Linked DNA regions of Mus musculus: region 2 is linked to region 1. The links are chromatin contacts, called in public HiChIP or PLAC-seq maps. All regions are on one chromosome and are shown on one strand. The core of a region is the stretch at or near the end of the contact, and the rest is flanking DNA. Distances in the headings are between cores, read along the strand shown.

Region 1 (5,301 bases), core at 1,664-4,163:
ATAAAATAAAAACAAATAAATTGAAAACAAAAAAATACCCAAAATAGATTTTTCAATGTATGTGTGGTGAACACAATGTATGCATATTCATGTTTGCATACACACGGACACATATGCATGCAGGTACATATATATATATATGTGCATGTAGAGGCCAGAGATTGACATTAGTTATCTTCTTTGATGGCTCTCTACCTTATATATTGAAGCAGAGTCTCTCACTTGAATTCAGAGCTCTAGCTAGCCACCTTGCTCCAGGGATATCCCCTGTCTCTTCCTCTTGAACACTGAAATTACAGATGGACCTGGATACCCAGCAGTTACATGGGCTCTGGAGATCTGAATTTCACACTTATGTGGAAAGCACTTTTACTTGCAAAGCCATCACCCCAGTCATATGATACATTTTTTTTTTTTTTTTTGGTTTTTCGAGACAGGGTTTCTCTGTATAGCCCTGGCTGTCCTGGAACTCACTCTGTAGACCAGGCTGGCCTCGAACTCAGAAGTCCGCCTGCCTCTGCCTCCCAAGTGCTGGGATTAAAGGTGTGCGCCACCATGCCCGGCATATGATACATTATTCAATGAATAGTCAAATGTATACTTTCATCTAAGGACTGTGGATACATTTTTATTTGGAGGAGTCCTGAGATAGGTGTCGCTCCGTGGTAGATCACGTGCTTCGCATACGCCATGAACTCATTCTCTACCACTATGAGGTGAAAATACTGTGAGGTGATATTTAAGAACATGGGAAAGTTAAGCTGGTGCCCAACTAGAACCTTCACCACTGCTGACTAGTACGGTGCTGGAAAGGTATTCTGGATGTTCCTGGAGGTGAAGGGTGATCATCAATATTACCCAGCCATAGACCCTGCCATTTACAACAGGAATGCCTGCAAGACATATTTGTATGTTCCTTCATTTACTGACCGGGCCAGGGTAGAAACGGCTGTTAGAAATCAAACTAGGCTAGTGGGAGAAACTGTGGCAATTTTGAGAGTAATTAGACATTTTACGCCTTTATCAGAAACAGAATTTAATGGCAATTACCAGACTCAATACAGTTGCTGTTGCCAGGGTACAATGATGTCTGCAAACTATAAAGGGTATACAAAATTAATGCTAAGACCAATTTTTCTGTCAAGCTTCCTTCCATGTTTCTTTGGCTTCTGAGCGACCATACATAGAAACACAAAGAGTACTGAGTACTTCACTGCCTGAAGCATTTGGTCTCTCAGGAATGGGAAGGCGCATCGTGCTTCAGGAGCCATGGACTCTAAACTGAGAAACCTATGCTGCATGACTCTCAAGGCATCTATGCCAGGTCAACGCCATGGGTCCCTGCACATATTGGTGCAATAGTGACGTGCATGCTATAGGAATAACAAACCATTTTCTGTGTGGATTTAAGGTCTGCTCAGTGAGACCATATCTGACACTGCTCAAATGGCCAAGAACCTGAGACTAGATAGTTCATAAGCCTAGAGGTAAAACTACTACTATGATTCTGCAAAGGCCAATAAAATACTCATCACGACATAGCGCTATACCCCTAAATCACTGCATTATTCAAGACTCATCAGAGAAACTTCTTACAGTAGGAAGCAACTAACAATGGGCAGAGAGTGAATCTTTGGAGCACTTAGCCCTAAATGGGACGCCTTCATCAAACCCTTTGCCTCAAGGATCAGGGACCCATTACCCAAAAGGAGGCAGAGAGACTCTCAACAGCCAGAGGTGGCGGATGACTCCAAGAACTGTGTCATCCAAGGAACAGACACAACAGGACTAATAAATATATGAATGCAGAGGCCGATAACCCTCATAAGACCCGTTGGGGTTCAAGCCTGAGGAGGTATTTGCAGTTGAATTCAACCTGCAGAGAAAGGAGACAGCAGTTTTCTTTAGTAGAGTGGCACTGGTCTATCAGCCAGACTTTGGGGAAGGGACAATACCCAGGAGTAGTTGACCAATATAAATTGAATTCCATGTTTTTGTGTCTGAGCTTTTTGTTTCGTTTTGTATTGTCTTGGCTTTGTTTGTTTTTTCTTACTGGTTTCTTTTTTGTTTCTTTTTCCTTTTTTCTTTCTTTTTTTGAGAAAGAGAACATGAAGTTCGGTGGGTAAGGAGGTGGGATCAGAGATGCGTTCGGGTAGGGGAAAAACGATAAAAATAATTTATTGTATATATATATGTATATATATATATATATATATATATTTTTTTTTTTTTTGGTTTGGTTTTTCGTGACAGGGTTTCTCTGTGTAGCACTGGCTGTCCTGGAACTCACTCTGTAGACCAGGCTGGCCTCGAACTCTGAAATCCACCTGCCTCTGCCTCCCAAGTGCTGGGATTAAAGGCGTGCGCCACCACGCCCGGCTTTACATAAAAAAGTTTAATACGGAAAAACAAAAACAAAAACCTTCTTCTATCCCGCTGAATTAGTAATTCTACGCTACGTTCACCATCCAGGATGGCATCTTAAAGGTCAGATCTTAGCGCTGTCTAGCGCGCAGCTGACACAATTTATACACTAAAGACCTCAAGCCTTCTCCACTTGCTCTCAGCCAAAACAGCTAGGAGCCTCCACCTTTACTTTCCCTTTCATTAGCGTCTCCCAGACCCGCCCCACTTCCGCTCTGGTGACGTCTTTTCCGCGGAGAAACCCCGCCCCGTTGTCACTGAGGTCACGGCCCGCCCACTTCCCTTCGGAGCCACAGAAGAGTAAGTACCAGAGTTTGGCGCCAACTGGAATCTTTTTTTCCGCCTTCAATGGCGGGAACTGGCTGTGTGCGCCGAGACGTGCTTTGCGTCTTATCTAATTGGTTGTCGGCGCTCGGTCCCGCCCTGGCGTCCTTACCGTGAGCTGCGATTGGTGGAGACGGCGGAGCGCCTGGCGTCCGGACAGCGGCCGCTGTGCGGGGCTGGCCGGCCGGGTAAGTTCCTGAGGGCCTGTCGCGGGGCTGCTGGGGAGAGGCAGCGGGGTGCCGCCTGGGATGGCTTACGCTCTGGGCGAAGGGTTGTGCCTGGCTGGGCCTCGAGGAGCCAGCTGCCGTCCTCGGGGAGCGCCCCTCGGAGCGTCTCGGGGGGCGCTGGGGCGAGCACCCGGAACATCGCCGGGTCTACAGCGCGCCCCTCCCCTCCCCCACCCGTGTCTCCCAAGTCCCTACTGCCGAGCTCTCGGTGAGTGTGGAGAAGGGGCTGTCCCGAGGGTCGGGCGATCAGTGACAGGGGCAGTTTCCCAAGCTGAAAGCTTGAGAGAAGAAGTTGTTTATGTGCTCTCCGCAGCGCCTCGAACCATCCCTGACATGGGAATGTAGAATTCTCAGGAAGCATTAGTGCTTCAAGGATCCTCTTGGCGGTCTTTTCTCGCCACACCAACACCAAACTTCTCGCTGAAGGCCTTTCTCCTATGAGCTTCAACCCCGCCTTGGAAGGGACTAGGCCACTAGGCAAGACTTCTTGGCTCTGTTACCATACCCCAAATTATTTTTTTTCCATAGTATTTCCTGCCATCTTACGGGATATGTCCAGAGATTTATGTTTTAAGGGGTGTTTTTGATTTTTGACATCTGACTGGAATTTATCCCAGCTCTCCACTTTCTAGCTGTTGGCTGCAGCAGATTTTCTAATTGGCTCTGTTAGGTTCCTCATCTATTTAGACGGGATAAGGAATAATATAGACTTGATAGGAGCTTCAGGATAATTTAAAGGAGTACTTAGCGCACTTATATCAATACTTGACTTGTGTAATGTATGCTGCTTTTCATGCCTGTCTCATCCTCAGAACCTAGAGTGAGATTTGCCTCTTAGCTTTTGCCTGGTTGTTTTCCTTCTACAAATGTATGCTTTTGTGTATTGAAAAATTTGAACTTCATACTGCTTTCAGAAAAGATTAGATGACCCCTTTCTCTATGCATTTGCTTATGAATCTGTTGAAGCTGTTTATCCTTCCAGATAATGGTTATCAACCTGTAAAATTTTTAAAGAACATTTTGGTGCTAGGGACTGGCCTTTTCAAAGCTGTGAGGACTGCACACTACTGAGCAACCTTCCTAGCCCAGCAGCTGTTATTAATCAATCATTAGCTTCTTGGTTTTTAAAACTTGGCCTCTGCATGTTTCAAAGGTGTACCACTCCTCTCAGTAGTAACTCAGATGGGAGATGAGAAGAAGTATAGAAAGATCTCTCTCACTCCTCTACCTTTCATATTCTCTCTCTCTCTTTCTTCTCCTATCTTCCCACCCTGGGAGACTCACTGACTTGTAATTTTTTTTTTAATATACCTGTCACCATGATGCTAATGAGCCCCAAATCATCTTAACTCTCCTTTTCTTTTAAGAAAAATCTGTTAGGGATCCAACTCTATTTCTAACCCAGACCGACATTTTCACCTGATTGTTGTACAAGTGATTCACCGGGTCTTCTTTATTTCTCCATTACCATTAAAAGAATGCCTTCCACCTTATCAGAGGTAGAAATTTCGGAATCATCTTTAACTAATTTGGCATTTCATTAGCTTAACAAATTATTTTATTACTTACTAACTACTAACCGCTATGCCAGACAGTGCTAAGAGCTGATGATGGTGGGGAACAAAACAGATGACCCTTGTCCAACCTGGGCCTGTACTGTCAGCAAGGTGGACGTGTTTTCTCAAATCCCACGGGAATGTAGAGTTGAATTTAAATGTAACTTTAATCACCTGATGTAATTGTCATTTCCGAAGCTTACTGCCTGAGTCCTGAAAGCTTCTAGCTGCTGTACAATCTAATCTAGTCCTGGAGTGTTTTCAGCCTCTGAGACTTATTGCTGAGTAAGCTCATCTTTTCTCATTCTTTCTGACCTGTCTGGCTTGTTCTGTCTTCCTGTGTCTAGCTTGTTCTTTCTCTCGCTCTCTCTCTCTCTCTCTCTCTCTCTCTCTCTGCAACCTGTCTCTGTACACCTGTCCCAGTAAAGCTGCTTTCTCTCCTTTTTTACTTTTTTTCTCTCTGCACTGCTCTTTTAGTAGCTTCCCTTTCCTCTCTACTCTTGTGAGAGTTGAGCATACTCTGTTCTGTCAAATCTTTCTCTGATTCAGCACTTTGCCACTCAATTGGACACCGCTTTCAAACATGGGTGCTTCCTTTTACAAACTCTACCTTCATTTTTGGAATTACAGGAGTGTACTGAGGGCCTGTCTGTATTCCAGCCAGAAGAATTAAGGTGTGTGCTAAGGGCCAAGACACACAACTAGAAACAGAGCTTTTCAGTAAATACCAAGAGCCGGCGTGGTGGCGCACGCCTTTAATCCCAACACTT
Region 2 (5,267 bases), core at 2,276-4,775, 720 kb after region 1:
CGTAACATCAAGTTGAATAAATGGGACCTCATGAAACTGAAATCCTCCTGTAAGGCAGTATGACAAAATGACCAGGCCAGAGGAAGGGAAACGATTTTTATTAACTGCACATATGACAGAGAGCTAATGTCCAAAATATATAAAGAACTCAAGAAACTAGATATCAACAGACCAAATAATCCAATTAAAATGGGACACAGATCTAAACAGAGGATTCTCAACAGGGTAATCTCATATAGCTAAGAAACACTTAAGAGATGTTCAGCATCTTTAGTCATCAGGGAAATGTAAATCAAAACTACTTTGAGATTCCATTTACACCTGTCAGAATGACCATGATCAAAAACACAAGTCACAGCTCATGCTGTTGAGGATGTGGGGCAAGGGGAACACTCTTCCATTGTTGATGGGAGTGATAACTTGTTCAGCCACTTTGGAAATCAGTATGGCATATTCTCAGAAAACTGGGAATGGATCTTCCTTGAGATGCAGCCATACCACTTTTGTGCATATATCTAAAGGACCCTCCATCCTACCACAAGGAGACTTGTTCAACTATAGCCGTAGCTGCTTTGTTCATAATCACCAGAAACTGGAAACAACCTAGATCACCCTCAACTGAAGAGTAGGTAAAGAATGTGTTGTTCATTTACACAATGGAGTATTACTCAGCTGTTAAAAACTGACATAAAATTTGCAGGTAAATGGGGGAAACTAGAAAAAGTCATCCTGAGTGAGACTCAGACCCAGAGAACCAGGATATATAGTCACTTATAAGTGGATATTAGCTGTAAAGTAAATGATAATCATGCTACAGTCCACAGGCCCAGAGAGGCTAAGTAACAAGAAGGGCCCAAGGAGGGAGGCATGACTCTCTTTGGGAAGGGGAAATAGAATAGATTTTGGGAGTGGACTGGGGGTTGGTAGGGATGAGAATGGGAGGGGATGAGGGGGGGGGATGGAAGGAGAGAGCATTCAGTGATGAGTAGGGGCAAGGTAGAAACCGTGCAGTGGAAGCTCCCTGGACTCTATGAGGATGACACTAGTGAAGATTCCAAGTAATGGTGGTTATGGAGCCTGAACCGACCATCTTCTGTAACCAGTCAAGGCTTCAGTGGAGGGATTGGGACACCAACCCTGCCACAAAACCTTCAGCCTACAATTTACCTCGCCTGCAAGATGTGCTAGGTTAAAGGTGGCACAGAACTTGTGGGCGTGGCCAACCAATGACTGGTTCATCTAGAGACCCATGCCACAAGAGGGAACCCATGCCTGACACTGCCTGGAGGGCCAGGAACCAGCAGCTGGAAAGCCCAGAGTCCAAGGATAGAGCCAAACACTAGGGGAAGAATTTCAGTGAAGTGAATCCTAATGATATTCTGCTATACTCAAAGACTGGAGCCTAGCATAATTATCATTGTAGAGGCAACTGATGGGAGCAAATGCAGAGACCCACAGCTAAACATCAGGAGGTGATGGGGAATTCTATGGAAGATGGGGAGGAAGGATTGTGCGAGCCAGAGGGTTCAAGGACACCACCAAGGAATCCACAGAATCAACTAAACAGGGCTCATAGCATCTCAAAAAGACTAAACAGACAACCAGGGAGCCTATATAATAGGTCTGACCCAGATCTTCTGCATATATGCTATGGTTGTATAACTTGGTGTTCTTTGAGGGCTGTCTCCAACTCTAGTCTGCCTTTGGGACCCTTTTTCTCCTACTGGGTTACCTTGTCCAGCCCTGATATGAGGGTATGTGCCTAGACTTACTGTAACTTGATATGCCGTATTTGGTTGATATCTCTGGGAGGCCTGCTCTTTTCTGAAGGGAAACAGGAAGAGTGGTTCTTGGGAAGTGGAAGGGACTTGGTGGAGAGAAGGGAGAAGATGTAACATATGAAAGAAGAAAAAAGATATTTTAATATTTACTGTAAGCATGATGGTTAAGAGAGAGAGGCTCTCGGGTACAAGGCACAGCTGGGCATATTTAAGATAATTTTACAGGGATATTGACACAACTTGAGTATTCTCAGTATATTACAGGTCTTAGAGCTTTGCTTTTAGAATATATTTTTGGTATTTAGTTTCTAATGCTAGAAAGAGCCTTATTAAACAACTGATTTTTAAAAGTTCTTTTTAGATAGGCTGTCAGTATATAGCCTAGCTAGCCTCAAACTTACTGTGTAGCCCAGGCTGGTCTTAAACTTGTGGACTTCCTGCCTCAGCTACCATAGTGCTGGAATGACAGGTATCATCACAGCTGATACTAGAAGTGTGTTTTCTTTTTAAAGATTTATTTTATGTGTATGAGTGTTTTGCTTGCATGTATGTGTAACACTTGCATGTCTTTTGCTTGCATGTATGTGTGTGTAACACTTGTATGTCTTGTGTCCATGGGAGTATGAAATGGTGTTGGATGCCCTGGGACTGGAGTTCCAGATAGTTGTGAGCTGCCCTGTGGCTGCTTGGAATTAAACCAGGGTCCTTCTGCAAGAATAGTCAGTGTTCTCAACCGTTGGCTTTCTCTTCAGTCCCCGCTCCCACACAGTGATGTCTGTCTGTCTATCTATCTATCTATCTATCTATCTATCTATCTATCTATCTATCTATCTATCTAAATCACTTGTAATATTTTTCTTCCTCTTCCCAAGTGCCTTGCTTGCCAAGTCTTGGCCAGAAGGTTGAACTTTGCAACTTGTAGACCAGATTTTCTTACTCTTTATTAGCCAAAGTTGTTATATAGTTTTATTGATACTACTGGCAGTAGCCCTTTGTACCTGAAACTAATTTAGTATACATTTAGACTAATGTTTTAGTTTTAAAAAGTATAAAAACCCAAGCCTAGAAGATTTTATAGACTTTCCTAGAGTACACCATTTGTTTTTTTTAGCTTTGAGACTGGGTCTTATTATATAGCCTAAGGTAGCCTTAGAATTATAATCTCTTTGCCTGAGCCCCCTCTGTAACTGGTAGGTTATAGATGTCACTAGTACAGCAGGTGGACAGACTGTTTCTGTTTAATATGAATTTTCCTAGGCTTGTGAAAATAAATTGTTTCTGTTTAATATGAATCTTCTTAGGTTTGTGAGAATAAATTGATTTATTTCTTTGTAAATATGTTTGTCCTCTAATTATATGTGTGTGTATAGACTTATACACACTTATATATTTATTGTAATTTTTTCCTCTTTTCTTTAAAGGGAGCTATTTTCTTGGAAGGCATAACTGTTAAAGGTGTAACTCAAGTAACAACTCAACCCAAGTTAGGAGAGGTGCAGCAGAAATGTCATCAGTTCTGTGGCTGGGAAGGGTAAGAAGTATTTTCAAGTTTTAAATAAAATTTATTCTTTGTGTAACACAGCTAATGCAGACATTAATTGGGCATTTTTGCTTCTTAAAGTTAGTGTGAACATTGAGGGCTTAAGAGGATTTCAGGTTTTTTCAAGGAAATCTGTAAAGGTCATGCTGAGTCAGGGTCCTATGACTCAGCTCTTCCTGGAGAATGCAGCACTGCTGTTGTCAGCAGAGTTTTTCTTTGATCCCTTTGTGTCTGCTGCTGCTGACTAATGTCAGACTGATCTTACCAGTGGAGAATAACAGGGGAAGACTCCCAGTGTCCACCTCTGCTTGCACTGTGCTTCCCCTCAAATTTAGTACGCATGACCTGAAGGGCAAAGCAGGTGTGTTTTATACTTCACAGCCTGGGGCAGGTGTGTCTCATACTTCAGAGAAAAGCTTGAATTTTAGCTTAATTACCTTAACAGTACCAGACCCGAGGGCACCCCTGGCCCCTTCCCCTCTCCTACTGCTGGGATTATAGCACTTGCTTCCAGGCTTGGCTTTTACATGGGTGCTGGAAACCCTAACACTTCCTTTTTACATAACAGGCATTTAGCCACTGAGTTCCCTCTCCAGTCCTATATAATAACATTCTTAAATTAGCCCAATATTTATATTACAACAGTGGCAATTTAGTCCATTGTAAACTTGTATTTTAAAATGTCAAGAAATTGTTAAACTTTTTTTCCCCTGAGACTGTGTATCTGTCTTGAAGCTCACTCTGTAGATCAGGCTGGCCTTGAATCCATACATCTACCTGCTTCTGCCTTCCTGAGTGTTAGGATTAATGGTATGCACCACTACTCCTGGCTGAGAATGATAGTCTTCTGTTAGAACTTTTGTGATAGTTGATGTTACTCCATTTGAAACTACTCTCATGATAGGAAGAACATTGTGATCAACATGTGAGACATTTGAGATTGGTTTAACACAAGATTGCATTATATGAGTTGTAGCCATGACAGAGTAATTAATGTTCTTTCTTTAAGGTCTGGGTTCCCTGGAGCACAGCCTGTCTCCATGGACAAGCAAAATATTAGACTTTTAGAGCAGAAGCCTTATAAAGTAAGCTGGAAAGCAGACGGCACTCGGTAAGTTCCACTACTAAAAAATAATTACAGAAATAACTAATGCTTGAAGAATGAATATTGCATTATTAGGGAGAGTGAGTTCCTCAGGACTTGAGTTTCTGACTTGAACAGCAAAATAAATGTGTTTCAGAAATTACATAGCTTTTATTTTATTGGTATTCTAAGCTGTATAAGCAGTTTTAGTTCGTTCTGCTGAATAGTTGGCTTCAGATTTCTGTTAGTTTTGTATACGTCTAAATGAATTTTAACAGCTTTTTGAGAAAGGATTTCTTTGTAGCCTAGGCTAGCCTCACCTACTCTGAATCTGCAGCAGTCCTATTGCAGGGGTTAAGGTATGAGCCATCAGACCTGTTTATACTGCATGCATGGGAAGAACATGTAGGCCACAGTATAAAAAGCCGCAAGAGTGGATCTGGAATTCAGCCATATGGACTATTTTTATTTATTTTATGTATGTGAGTACACTGTTGCTCTCTGCAGACACACCAGAAGAGGGAGGGCATCAGATCCCATTACAGATGGTTGTGATCCACCTTGTGGTTGCTGGGAGTCAAACTCAGGACCTCTGGGAGAGCATAGAAACTATTTCTAATTTTGGTGGTACTAGGAATTGAATCTTGGGTCTCATGCATGTGAGCTCTGCCACAGTATTTTCTGTATTGCCAAATGATGTCTTCATTATTTAAAAAAAAAACTTTGGCTATTTTAATTTTAATTTATTTCTTTCCCATAATGTCTTCTTTATAAAACCTCCAGAAGAGAACATCTTCCCATGAAAATGCCCTACTCTGTTAGGATAATGGTGTTAAGAATTGGGTATTTGTTCCTTCAGACA

The links. HiChIP or PLAC-seq counts read pairs in DNA pulled down with a chosen protein or histone mark.
Region 2: a contact with region 1 is called in an H3K27ac HiChIP or PLAC-seq map of trophoblast stem cells, with 6 times the contacts expected there. The contact joins the enhancer-like site here to the promoter of Casp8ap2 in region 1. A contact is called at or near these places in 2 of 39 promoter capture datasets (liver and neutrophils), 2 of 115 datasets of contacts at active chromatin or transcription factors (bone marrow-derived macrophages and trophoblast stem cells) and 1 of 9 other capture datasets (liver).

Annotation. Positions count from the first base shown.
Region 1 is chr4:32,612,557-32,617,857 of GRCm38.p6, forward strand. Casp8ap2 (caspase 8 associated protein 2) reads left to right here and starts at 2,914. Exons shown (of 11, transcript NM_001122978.2): 1 at 2,914-2,936.
Region 2 is chr4:33,334,661-33,339,927 of GRCm38.p6, forward strand. Rngtt (RNA guanylyltransferase and 5'-phosphatase) reads left to right here. Exons shown (of 16, transcript NM_011884.3): 7 at 3,203-3,312; 8 at 4,331-4,432. Among named protein-coding and RNA genes, the nearest start is that of Rngtt, 27 kb to the left of the region's middle. Within about 2 kb of position 3,526, at least 102 of the 459 cell types and tissues checked have an H3K27ac peak or open chromatin away from gene starts, as enhancers often do. A contact at or near this core is called in bone marrow-derived macrophages and trophoblast stem cells, where this site is marked.